Regions from separate parts of the Anas platyrhynchos genome. Here region 2 is linked to region 1. Evidence: chromatin contacts called from public Hi-C data. All regions are on one chromosome and are shown on one strand. The core of a region is the stretch at or near the end of the contact, and the rest is flanking DNA. Distances in the headings are between cores, read along the strand shown.

The links. Hi-C and Micro-C count contacts between places; a contact is called where the count stands out from the background.
Region 2: a Hi-C map of skeletal muscle shows a contact between it and region 1, with 2.6 times the contacts expected there. The contact joins two enhancer-like sites. A contact is called at or near these places in 4 of 8 Hi-C or Micro-C datasets (liver, skeletal muscle and subcutaneous adipose tissue).

The regions. Positions count from the first base shown.
Region 1 is chr1:186,955,490-186,961,003 of IASCAAS_PekinDuck_T2T, forward strand. All of the region lies in intron 10 of MIPEP (mitochondrial intermediate peptidase), which reads left to right. Among named protein-coding and RNA genes, the nearest start is that of MIPEP, 34 kb to the left of the region's middle. Within about 2 kb of position 2,337, at least 1 of the 8 cell types and tissues checked has an H3K27ac peak or open chromatin away from gene starts, as enhancers often do.
Region 2 is chr1:187,127,272-187,132,785 of IASCAAS_PekinDuck_T2T, forward strand. No RefSeq gene overlaps it. Among named protein-coding and RNA genes, the nearest start is that of SACS, 7.9 kb to the right of the region's middle. Within about 2 kb of position 2,245, at least 1 of the 8 cell types and tissues checked has an H3K27ac peak or open chromatin away from gene starts, as enhancers often do.

The DNA of each region.
Region 1 (5,514 bases), core at 1,087-3,586:
AAATATACTGCTATTGATTTGAAAATAAAGTCAAATCTAAAAGTCACATCTAGTGTCAATGGCAAACCAATATTATGAATTACCCCCTGACCTCCTCTAAAATATCCTATGAAGTACAATTAACAGCAGAGAAAAAGGATAAGGTAAGATACAGGTGCTAGTTTAAGGCTGATGAGAGTACAAAGATTTTCTATTATTATTATTATAATTTTTGAGAAATCCAGAGTCTTCTATAAATCATGTTTAAGAATCTCCCTTCAGGTAAAGAATTAAATTTCATAGTCTGGCATGTAGTGAAAATTGGAAGGGGTTTTCCTTGTCTTGATCTTTCTAAGTTAACCCGAGGGGTTAATCTTACTTTTATCTTCTACTAACAAGTTTTTTTTTTTTCAAGTTTCTTTGAAAGTTTTGAGAAAATCTGTTTTATTAGAGATAGTTAACTTAGTGCTCTGTGTTTTCATGGATGTCAACAGGACGATTTTCTAAAAAAATAAAAATAAAAAATAAAAAAAGGAAATATCCAGGACCACATTTAATAGCCACTGATAAGAATTCTTGCCAAGCAGCTAATTTGCAATTGTTGAGTCTGAATCCTTATGCTCTGTAGAATAGTGATTCTTACTTAACTATCCTTAATGTCCAAGTTTGTCAAAAGCATTGTTAATAAAACAGATGAAAGTTGCACTGCACAAAACAGTCTTAGTTTCTTTCCAAATATACAGCTTAAATGAAAGTGATTTTAGAAGTCTGTATTTTATTTAGACTCAGTGAAGTCATACAAGCTTAGAAATAATTATTTATAATGACATACTACATCTTTGTTCTTCACAGGGACACAGCCTTTTTGTTTGAAGCTTGCAGTTCTTGAAGAATAACCAAACCTCATTGTGTCAGTTAACTTTTTAAAATTGTTTTTTAAATTGGTTTGGCTACTTCACTTCTTTTAAAAATATTGCCAGGCTGCATACTGCAAAAGTAAGGTGTCTGGATTTTTGAGCATAGTTTATCCTTTAATATAAAGCAGGAATTTACATCAAAGAAACTACTGTTTTCTTTGATACTGCTACTTTCTTTAGCAGAGTACTGAGATTTCTCTTTGTAAAGTTTCTGAGCTTACGTTCTGACATAAAGTACATAAGAAAATTTTCATTCTTTCTGGGGTTTGTTATAAATAAAAATGCTTTGGGGTTTGAAACCAGACATTCACAGTGAAGTAGGCTACTGGCATATGGTTTAAGACAAAATGAAAGCAGAACAAACTTCTTTTGTTCATTTTTTTTGTGTCTCAGTCTTTCAGTTTTGGACATTTGAGCATAACCTGCATTGTGCAGTTTTACAGGATCAACCAAGTAAAGGTTGATATTACAATGAAAAGGACTATTTCTAATTCTTTATATATATATATATATCCTGAAGTATCTAACAGATAGTTTAGCTTAGAGGAAAATACTCTTTTTCTCTGTAAAGATGAGTTCACATATGTTTTTGATTCATTCAGAGCAAGATTTCTCTGCTGGCACCCTTTTTTTTTTTTTTTTAGGGAATATAGTATTTCCCACATCTAAACTATAAGCTTTTTTTTTTTTTATTAAATATCTAGTGATGTAAAAATGCCTTCCTGATTTTTGGAAGTGAACTTTCACATTAATAACTGTGTTTTCTAGTTAGTATGTCTGTAATAGACATTTTACTTTCTTTTTCCTGCTCTTCCAGAAGTGCAGTCAGATCATTTACGTTTCACATAAAAAAGCTCAAGAAAATTTAAATGTTCAAGTTCCACGGTGGTTCAGAAAACCAACTGTAGTACTGCAGGTATCAAAAACCAATCCATACCTGTGTTTTTGACCTCAGATACCCTAGAAGAAATCTACCATAACTGGAAATTTTTGACCTGAGTATGTATTTCTCTGCAAAGTGCTGTTCTGAGGCATCAGACTGCTGTTCTTACATCACCATTTTCAAAGGCTTCTTCCCAAAGGAAAGGCTGTGCTGTCCATCATCTTGGGATTCAGGTATGCAGACCAGTCAGAAGCCTAATCTCCAGAGAGGAGCAAGAGCTCAGACATACCTGAGTATGAGTGTCCTTATATTTGTATCTGCCTTTCTGTGGGGACACAGGCATCCTGGGTCCCTATTTTAAGCACTCTGAATCACCTTAAAGTGGCCCAGAACTCATGTTTTAAGGGACGGGACACCCAAACAGGATGTTTTGTTCTTGCCCTTGCTTGTTTCGCTGACTTGTACCCTTTCTTTTCCTTAGGAAGTACTGTAACTGTGTTTCCATGTATTTGTCAGCTTTGGAGACAAAGGTGAAATGCTGTGCTGGTGGTGTTAGTATGCCATGTGCATCACCCTACCCATTGAATTCTGCCTGTCTGCTTAGCTGGTGCAGCAAACAAGCTGCAAATTACAGCACAGAAGAAAACCTGTCTTTTGGCACTTCTCTATAGTTTCTGTCGCCAAATGGAGCTCCAATTGTTCGTTGGTTTCCAATGCAGATTTTAGCTGTCTCCAGAGCATTAACCTTTCCTGCTAGTAGCAGTAACCCTTAGCAGAAACTTTACTGGTAGCAGAATGCCTGTTAGTGTAGTTCAGTTTGGGTCGTAATGACTTCCTTTCTGATTTCTTTTCTCAAAAATACTTGAATGCATTTCCTGTTGGAGATAAAAGTCGTAACTTGGCTGAAGACATGCAGAGGCAGCTTGCCAAAGAGTGACCAGAAAGCGTTGATGTTAAAGCAGCTGCTTCTTGGTGGTATGTTTGAATTTTAAGCTGCTTTAAATAGAAGGAACAAAGCTAGACAGCTATTCAAGTCCGCAGTTGATAACAGCTTGAAAATCTTGCATAAAGTGATTCTCAGAATGGCTGCTGCTTTAACGTTTAGTATAAAAAGATAATTATGTGCACATTAGGGCTACTGATGTGCAGATTGTGAAGATTGCTTTGCTTTGAATGATGAGCAGTTTTGGGGCAGGCTAAGATGAAGTACTTCTGAAACTCTGTTCCTTTTTATATAGGGTTAGTCGCTATATAAAGTTAACTAAAGTTTTTGTCCTTTTATTCTAACTGTAGAGAAATACATGAAGTGCAGTGCCTTGTTTTGGTAGGGATTTGTTGGGAGGCTTTTGTGTGCATTTTCAAATACATTTCACATTTGAAAAAAAGTGATCAAAGAAATGCATCACACCTGGGATAGAAGATGGTGAACTTTGAGTTTCCCCTTTAGCTTCAGGAGAAATTCATTTTATAGTCTTGGATCAGCCCTCAAAAAGGCTCGGCATCCTACACAGACAAGCTCTGTCTTTGTTACAGAGTATTTTAAAGTGTTAAAAGAGCGTATTGATAAAAGTCTGCATCTTGGAGTTTTATGTGGTCTTTTAGATAATCTGGCCAGGGTCGCAGAGTGTTTTGAAGATACAACCTAAAATCCTTGAACAGCATTAGAAAATTAATTCAAAGGGCTGAGGGAAGAGAAGTTTGGCTTGCTGTCACAGTCTCAGTCACCATTGCTGCCAAGAAGTTGTGCTATGGTGTTTTAGATTAGCATGGATTTAAACACTGAAATACTGTGCCTGAGAACTGTTGTGTTCTTGCAGTTTCTCTAAGGTGATGAAGCTGTGAATAACTGAGGTTAGGGAATCATTTGCTAGCAAACAGATGCTTTTTTTCCTGTCATCTGGAAATGATGAAGTTGCTAATGGTTGCTACTGTTGGAGGGCCTGGAATCAAGCAAGAATCTTCAATAAGGGAGCATGTAGTTTGTCTGCAAGCTCTTCCAAGTACTTTTCCACCCACACCGTCCAGCCAGACTTCAGTTTTACAGCTCTAGGAGAGATCGCAGGGTTTCCTGTTCTGCTTATTGAATTTTCTTTTTCTGGGAAGGATTCAAGGCTTTTAAATGAATTTCTTCCCTTTTCTTCAATGTCCTCTAATATTATCTAGTGCTATACCTTCCATTCTGCGGTGAGAAGCATTGAACCTTGGAGGTGGGGGCTCAGAAAGGAGTCAGTCATATGCCTGCTTTTGCTACTGAAAGGCAAGATCATCTCTTAATTCCAGGAACATGATTTTTTGGTTATAGGACATCAGCTTCAGATAGCTGAGGTTTTGGCTAATTTCTATTCTTGAAATAAGCCCAAAGAGAAAGTTTTCCTGGAATTAATGCAAGTTTGGGGTTAGACTTTCTTCAGTGATAGTTGGTCTTACTTGATTTGACAAGAGAATTCGCATATAAGGTAGGACTGAATTCAGAAACTGTGAATTAAAATCTGTATTTTCATGTCCAGAATGGTTACTTGTTGGTGGGTGTAAACTGGCATTAGGGTAAGATTTTGAAGGTGTCCTATCCACTCCCTGGAAGATAGCTTCCTTGTACTAATTTTACATGGTGTTATTAATTAGGATATAATAGAACAGCTCAGTTGGAAGAAACCTACAGGGATCATCAAGTCCAACTGCCTGACTGGTTCAGGGCTACCCAAAAGTTAGTGTATTGCTGAGGGTATTGCACAAATGTCTCTTGAACACTGACAGGCACAGGGCATTAACCCCCTATCTAGGAAGCCTGTCCCTGTGTCTGACCACCCTCACGTTAAAGAAATGTTTCCTAATGTCCAGTCTGAGCCTCCCCTGGCACAGCTTTGTGCCATTCCTGTGAGCCTGGCCATTGGTGACCAAGGAGCAGAGACCTCCTTCTGTGCTTCCCTTGCTCAGGTTGCTGCAGGGAGGTCGCCTCTCAGCCTCCTTTCCTCCAGACTACAAAACCCCAAGTGTCCTCAGCGTCTCCTCACAGGACGTTGCTGCCAGCCCTTCTACCAGATTGGTCGCCCTCCTCTGGACACATTCAAGAAGGACACAAAACTATTAGAAAGTGTTCAAAGGAGGGCTACAAAGATGGTGAAGGGTCCAGAGGGGAAGATGTGTGAGGAGCAGCTGAGGTCCCTTGGTTTGCTCAGCCCTGAGCAGAGCAGGCTGAGGGGAGGCCTCATGGCGGCCTGCAGCTCCCTCACGAGGGGAGGGGCAGGCGCTGAGCTCTGCTCTCTGGGGACAGCGACAGGACCCGAGGGAACGGCATGGAGCTAGGACAGGGGAGGGTCAGGCTGGGGGTTAGGGAAAGGTTCTGCACCCAGAGGGTGCTCGGGCACTGGGACAGGCTCCCCAAGGAAGTGGTCATGGCACTGAGCCTTCAAGAGTTCAAGAAGCATTTGGACAGTGCTCTCAGACTCATGGTTGGATTTTGGGTGGTCCTGTGTGGAGCCAGGAGTTGGACTTGACAATCCTCGTGGGTCCATTCCAGCTCAGGATTTTCTATGATTCTGTGAACTCCTGTGACATTGCAGTGACAAGCAAAAAAAAAACAACAACCACAAACAAAGACCCCAAACAGAACCAAACTATGACTGTAAGATAACTTGAGGCAGGATAGTTGCCAGTGACTGCTGTCAGGATTGTCCCAAATTCATTTAAGTGTCAGACTTGTGTCATAGGACACTAGTGCTATGTGAGGATTTTTCA
Region 2 (5,514 bases), core at 995-3,494, 170 kb after region 1:
TAGCCATGTTAGCAATTCAGCTGGAGCACACCCAGGCCTGCAGTCATCTGGATGCCTACCAAAACGCATCTCAGAATATGCTCCAGTAAAGTCATATGGCAAGCACTGCCAGAAAAGTGCTCATCTGTTTGTTCAGGGCCCCCACTGGCACCAAGAAATTTGCACTTCCATGTTAACTTCGAAAGAAGCTTTGGAGGGAAGTGAGAGTAATTGAGTTTATTTGAGGTCTGACCAGAGACAGAATGTGTTTATGAATGATTCTGAATTTTTGTTCAGGGGCATTTTTTCCTATTTCTGGTTTTGTGAGGTCATTTTTAATTTTCTATCAAAACAACAGCATCAAATACAGCTTTGGTCTTTGAAACACGGGGATGTACAACTGCAATCACAAGGCTGGCAGGCATGGAGTTGCAGATAATGTGGCTTTAAACACTTTGTCATCTGAAGGAACCCCAAACCCAACTGCACATGGTGATGGACAAGTGACGAGCAGAGTCTGCTCCCTGCTCCGTGTTTCCCGTCAGTGTGTTCTTATTCCCAGGGGGAATAAATTAATTGAGGGGAGAATAAAAATAAATCAAGTCTCATATTTAAATGCTCAGTTTTAGACCCCCGGGTTTGACTAAGTGGCTGGCTGGCGATCACACGGGCTGCTGCTGTGGCTGGTGCCACGCCGAGCCGAGCCGTGCCTTCTGCGGTGACAGCGCCCCCGGCACGGTTCGTGGGGCTGTGGGGACCTCTAGTGGTGGAATCGCAGAATCACACAGTGGTTAGGGTTGGAAAAGATCTCCAAGATGATCTGGTCCAACCATCGTCCTACCACCAATGTCACCCACTAAACCATGTCCCCAAGCACCACGTCCAACCTCTCCTTGAACACCCCCAGGGACGGTGACTCCACCACCTCCCTGGGTGACCCGTCCCAGTGCCTGACTGCTCTTTCTGAGAAGAAAATAAATCTTGGCACTATCAGCCCTGGCTGCCACCAGCAGTGCTCTGCCTGCTGGTGAAGCTGAGGGGCAGTGGGACACGGACACGAGCAAAGATGAGCCCGGAGAAATTTAGCAGTGCAATGAGTGTTACATGATAACAGCGCTGAAAGAAACTCAGGTCCCCGGCTGTATTCTAAAAACATATTGCACAAAAACTCATGCTTTTTGAAGTAATCGGTCCCTATATTCATTCTACACATATCATTTTCCTTAACACTCAGTCCAGGAAAGATTTTCCATATCTATGGCAGTTGGAAGGACCTGCTCATTAGCCTTCACCAGGCAGTAATCCTGCAATTCGTTATCTCTTTTTGTAACACTAGTTTTGAGGAGTCAAAAATATTTTTAGTTTTATGCATATATGATTTAGGATCTTTTAGTTTCTTCATTGCATTCTGGATTTTTTCCCCCAAAATACCTAAGCCCTGAGTTTGAAAAAAAAGAATGTAAAACACTTGCTTCTAGTGAAATTATTATTATTATTTTAAATTATGAACAGTGATTTTTTTTTTCTTGTAATAAACCTCTATAGACATGACCCAAATTATCCCTAAATCAGTATGAAAATGTTATCATATAAAATGTACCTTCATGTACTTTTCATTGAGTTTTAACAGAAAAACTTCTAGAATATTTTATGGAAAACTCTTAGTCTACCACAGCATGTGGGTCTCTGAAGCAGGTAGCCCAGGCTCCCATTTAGGTTCACCAATGGACATAAACAGACTCTCATTCTTTTTGGATCTGTTCTCATGAATGTAAAACAAAGGTGCAGTGTTTTTCTTGATTTTATCAAGAGCTACTCGTAAGCAGGGATTAAGGAGAATTTCCCATTCTGTTTCCAAAGAAACCCACTGCAGTCCTCTTGCAGAAGGTGAACCCAGCCAGGTGGACCAAGCCTATGCAGTGCCAGGGGCTCTTTCATTCCAGGAGCAGGGCTTTGCATTCATTCTTGAATCCCACAAGGCTGGACCAGTCATCCAGACTTTCTAGGTCCCTCAGAAAGGTATGAATTACTAGTCACTAGTTCCCCCTTGGGCTGGTATCATCTGCAAAATTTAATTAGAAATAGATCCTTGCATGCAGGCCATGTGTATGGCTACATGATTCCATGCAGACTAACATGAGCTCGCTGTATCCCTGCCCCAAGTGTTTCTGTGGCATCCGGCCTAAGCTAACACACTTTGCCTCTCAGCAGAGCTTAATAGCATGGGATCAGGTTTGTGCTAATCACAGCTAAATAGCTTTTGGTTCAGAGCACGAGAAAACTGAGCTGTGTCGGCTCCAGTGTCCCATGTGAGTGTAATGCGTAAGTCCACCAAAATGCATGTTCAGTTGGCTCTGGTGGAGCTTCTGAGCTGGCAGGCCTGAAAGAAGTAGCACTCTGATAAAGTGGATCCAAACTTAGTGCTGGCCAGAAAACTGACAGTGAGAGTATTAATTACTCTGAAGTCACTTAGAGCAGTGCCGAAGAGAAATCATTATTGATCACCACGAATGAGGACATGTGTAGTGGGTTTACATGGCAAGGTTTTGGTAGCAGGGGGCCATAGGGGTGGTTTCTGTGAGAAAGATCTAGAAGCCGCCCCATGTTTGGGAAGGGCCCCATTGTTTTCCAGATCTGAGCCAATAAGCGATGTTGTTTTGCGCCTCTGTGAGAGCATATTTAAGACAGGGAAAAAACGCTGCGCCACACAGCAGCCGGGAGAGTCAAGGGAGTGAGAAACAGCCTTGCAGGTGCCAAGGTCAGTGTAGAAGGAGGGGGAGAGGTGCTCCAGGCGCTGGAGCAGAAGTCCCCTGTGGCCTGTGGTGAGGACCATGGTGAAGCAGGATGTCCCCCTGCAGCCCATGGAGTACCACGGTGGAGCAGGGTTCCACGCTGCAGCCCGTGGAGGAGACCACGGTGGAGCAGGAGGAGACCACGGTGGAGCAGGTGGCCCTGCACCGATGGAGGCTGCCGCCTGTGGAAGACCCCTGCCGGAGCAGATTCTGGGCCGGACCTGTAGCCCGTGGAGAGGAGACCACGCAGGAGCAGGTGACCTGGCAGGAGCTGCTGCCCGTAGGGGAGCCAGGTTGGAGCAGTTTTCTCCTGAGGGATGGACCCCGTGGTACGGACCCATATCTGGAGCAGTTCTGGAAGAGCTGCTGCCTGTGGGAAGCCCACGCCGGATCAGTTCATCAGACTGCATCCCGTGGGTGGGACCCCACGGCACAGGGGACAAGAGTGACCGAGAAGGAGCGGCAGAGAAGAAGTGCTGTAGACTGACCATAACCCCCATTCCCCCGTTCCCCTGCGCCGCTCAGGGGGAGGAGGTGGAAGAGGGTGGATGGGGGGTGAGGTGCTTTTGGTTTCTTTCCTTTGTTTCTCACTTCTCTAGCTTGTTAGTAATGAGCAATAAATCTTACTATCTGTCTTCTTATGCTGAGTCTGGTTTGCCCGTTACACTAATTATTGCGTGATTTTCTCGTCCTTATCTCAATCCTTGAGCCCTTTTCACATATTTTCTCCCCATTCCTCTTTGAGGAGGGGGAGTGAGAGAGCGGCTGTGGTGGAGCTCGGCTGCCCACTCGAGCGGAACCACGACAACATGTTATCCTGTTTGTCTCATGTAACAGCATCGCTGATTGTCATTTCCAACCTGACTTCAGGCATGTTGAATAATTCGCCTTCCAGACACCTATCAGCAATCATCTTGATTTTGGCAAGCTTCGGGTTTTGTGAGCACTTGCAGGCACCAGCAGAGCTGTGCATGGAAGAGTTTCCAGTTCTCTGAGTGAGCATTGAGGGAGCTGGTGGCAGCCTCACTTCCAGAGGGAATATGCCCAGGAAACGCATGTCCAGGGGCTGATACCATCCTGCAATAACCTGAACAGATGTTGGAAGCCAGATGCTCCTCAGGGCAGAGAGAAGCTGAAGGTTAGGTGAATTGACACTCCTTGAAGAGATTCTTTTTGGCTTCCAGAAGACTCTGGTTAGACCCAGAAAAGAGGGAAAGTAGCAAAATGAACAGACATGAAGGCAATCTGTGTATTTATACGAACGACCAGATTAACTGCATAACTTCTGCTCACCCTTATCTTGCAACCACTGAAGTTTATAAAAAAAGAGTGGGCATTATCTCAGTAGCTGGTGTTGCTGACAGCCTGTAGTCTAAACAAACAGAGCAAGCACCAGCATTAAAGTTTCATGTTCCTATAGAGAAGCTGGAAATGTACTGCTGTGCTTCTAGAGGAAACTTAGAACCAATTCTGGTACAAACCCATTGGGCAATCACTGCCTGGGCCTCGGGAGTGAGATGTACCCTTGACAGAAAGAAGCTGTCAGAGTAGCTGCTAGAGCTGGCACCCCGTGGATTCAGGTTTTCCTTGCACACCATCTTAGGTGGCTAACAGCAAGGAAGCTATTGGGTCTGCTGGTTTTGAGGGGATGGGTCTGCTAGGCAGGCTTTGGGTCAAATCACAGGCTGCTAGGAAGCATGAAGCAGCTGCTGAGTGCACCTGCGAATAGTGCCATTGAGCTATTGAGCCTGAGGGTTGTGACAGCATCAGAGGTATGGGCAACATCAGAGGTAATTTGAGACCCTCTAACTGATTTCAGCATGATGAGAGGGAAAAGGAGAAGCATAGAATAAGGGAAAAAGAGGAAAAAAAGATTTCAATTTAAAATTATTTAGTGAAAAATACCACAGAGGTCAGAAATAAAAGGCTGCCCACACTGACTTGTAGGTCAAGCCTAAACACACACACACAAACATCAGAGAGAAAAGAAAAAAAAAAAAAAAGCGAGTAGCTCTTGAGCCAAGCAAAAAGCAGATAAGGGAAGATGAGCAAGATTTTCCCCATGACTGAATTGTCTGATAGTGAGACCAATATACTGGTGCCTGACAGATGAAATGGGAGGTAAAAGGCAAAGCTGGCTATCAAGGAGGTTGTGGAAACTGATTTAGGTAGGAAAAATGAGTAGCTCTTTTCTGAATGTGAAATTAATAGTGTCTAGTAGCCTAAAACCCTCTTTTGCTTCCTGTTTTTTTTTTTTTATCCATGGTTATTTCTGATCATCAGATCATCAGTCATAATTTTTCTTCACTTTCTTTTTGATGAACAAGTTAAGTGGGTTTAACTTCTTCTTTGAAGATGAAGATTATTTTTCTAACTGTTGCTAGGGCTCCTCTGAATCTGTTCTCTGCATCTTTTCTGCATCCTGAGAGGAGATCAGAATCACACAGAGTATCGCAGACAGCTCTCACTCTCCAAAAGCTTCATATTTTCTGTCTTTTGTAGATCATGCTTTCCTTCTTCATGGTCTCACAACAACAGCAGATAAAAATTGCCAACAACAATTATGATGATTAGCAAAATAATTTTTATCTTTTTGAATAAAATATATATGAATATATACATATGAATACAAATTTAAAATATATTTTTATATTTACACCTTAGTTAATACATATTATTATTTATAATATTAATTAATAATCTTTTTATTTATTTATTTATTTATTTTATTTTCTGACTGCAG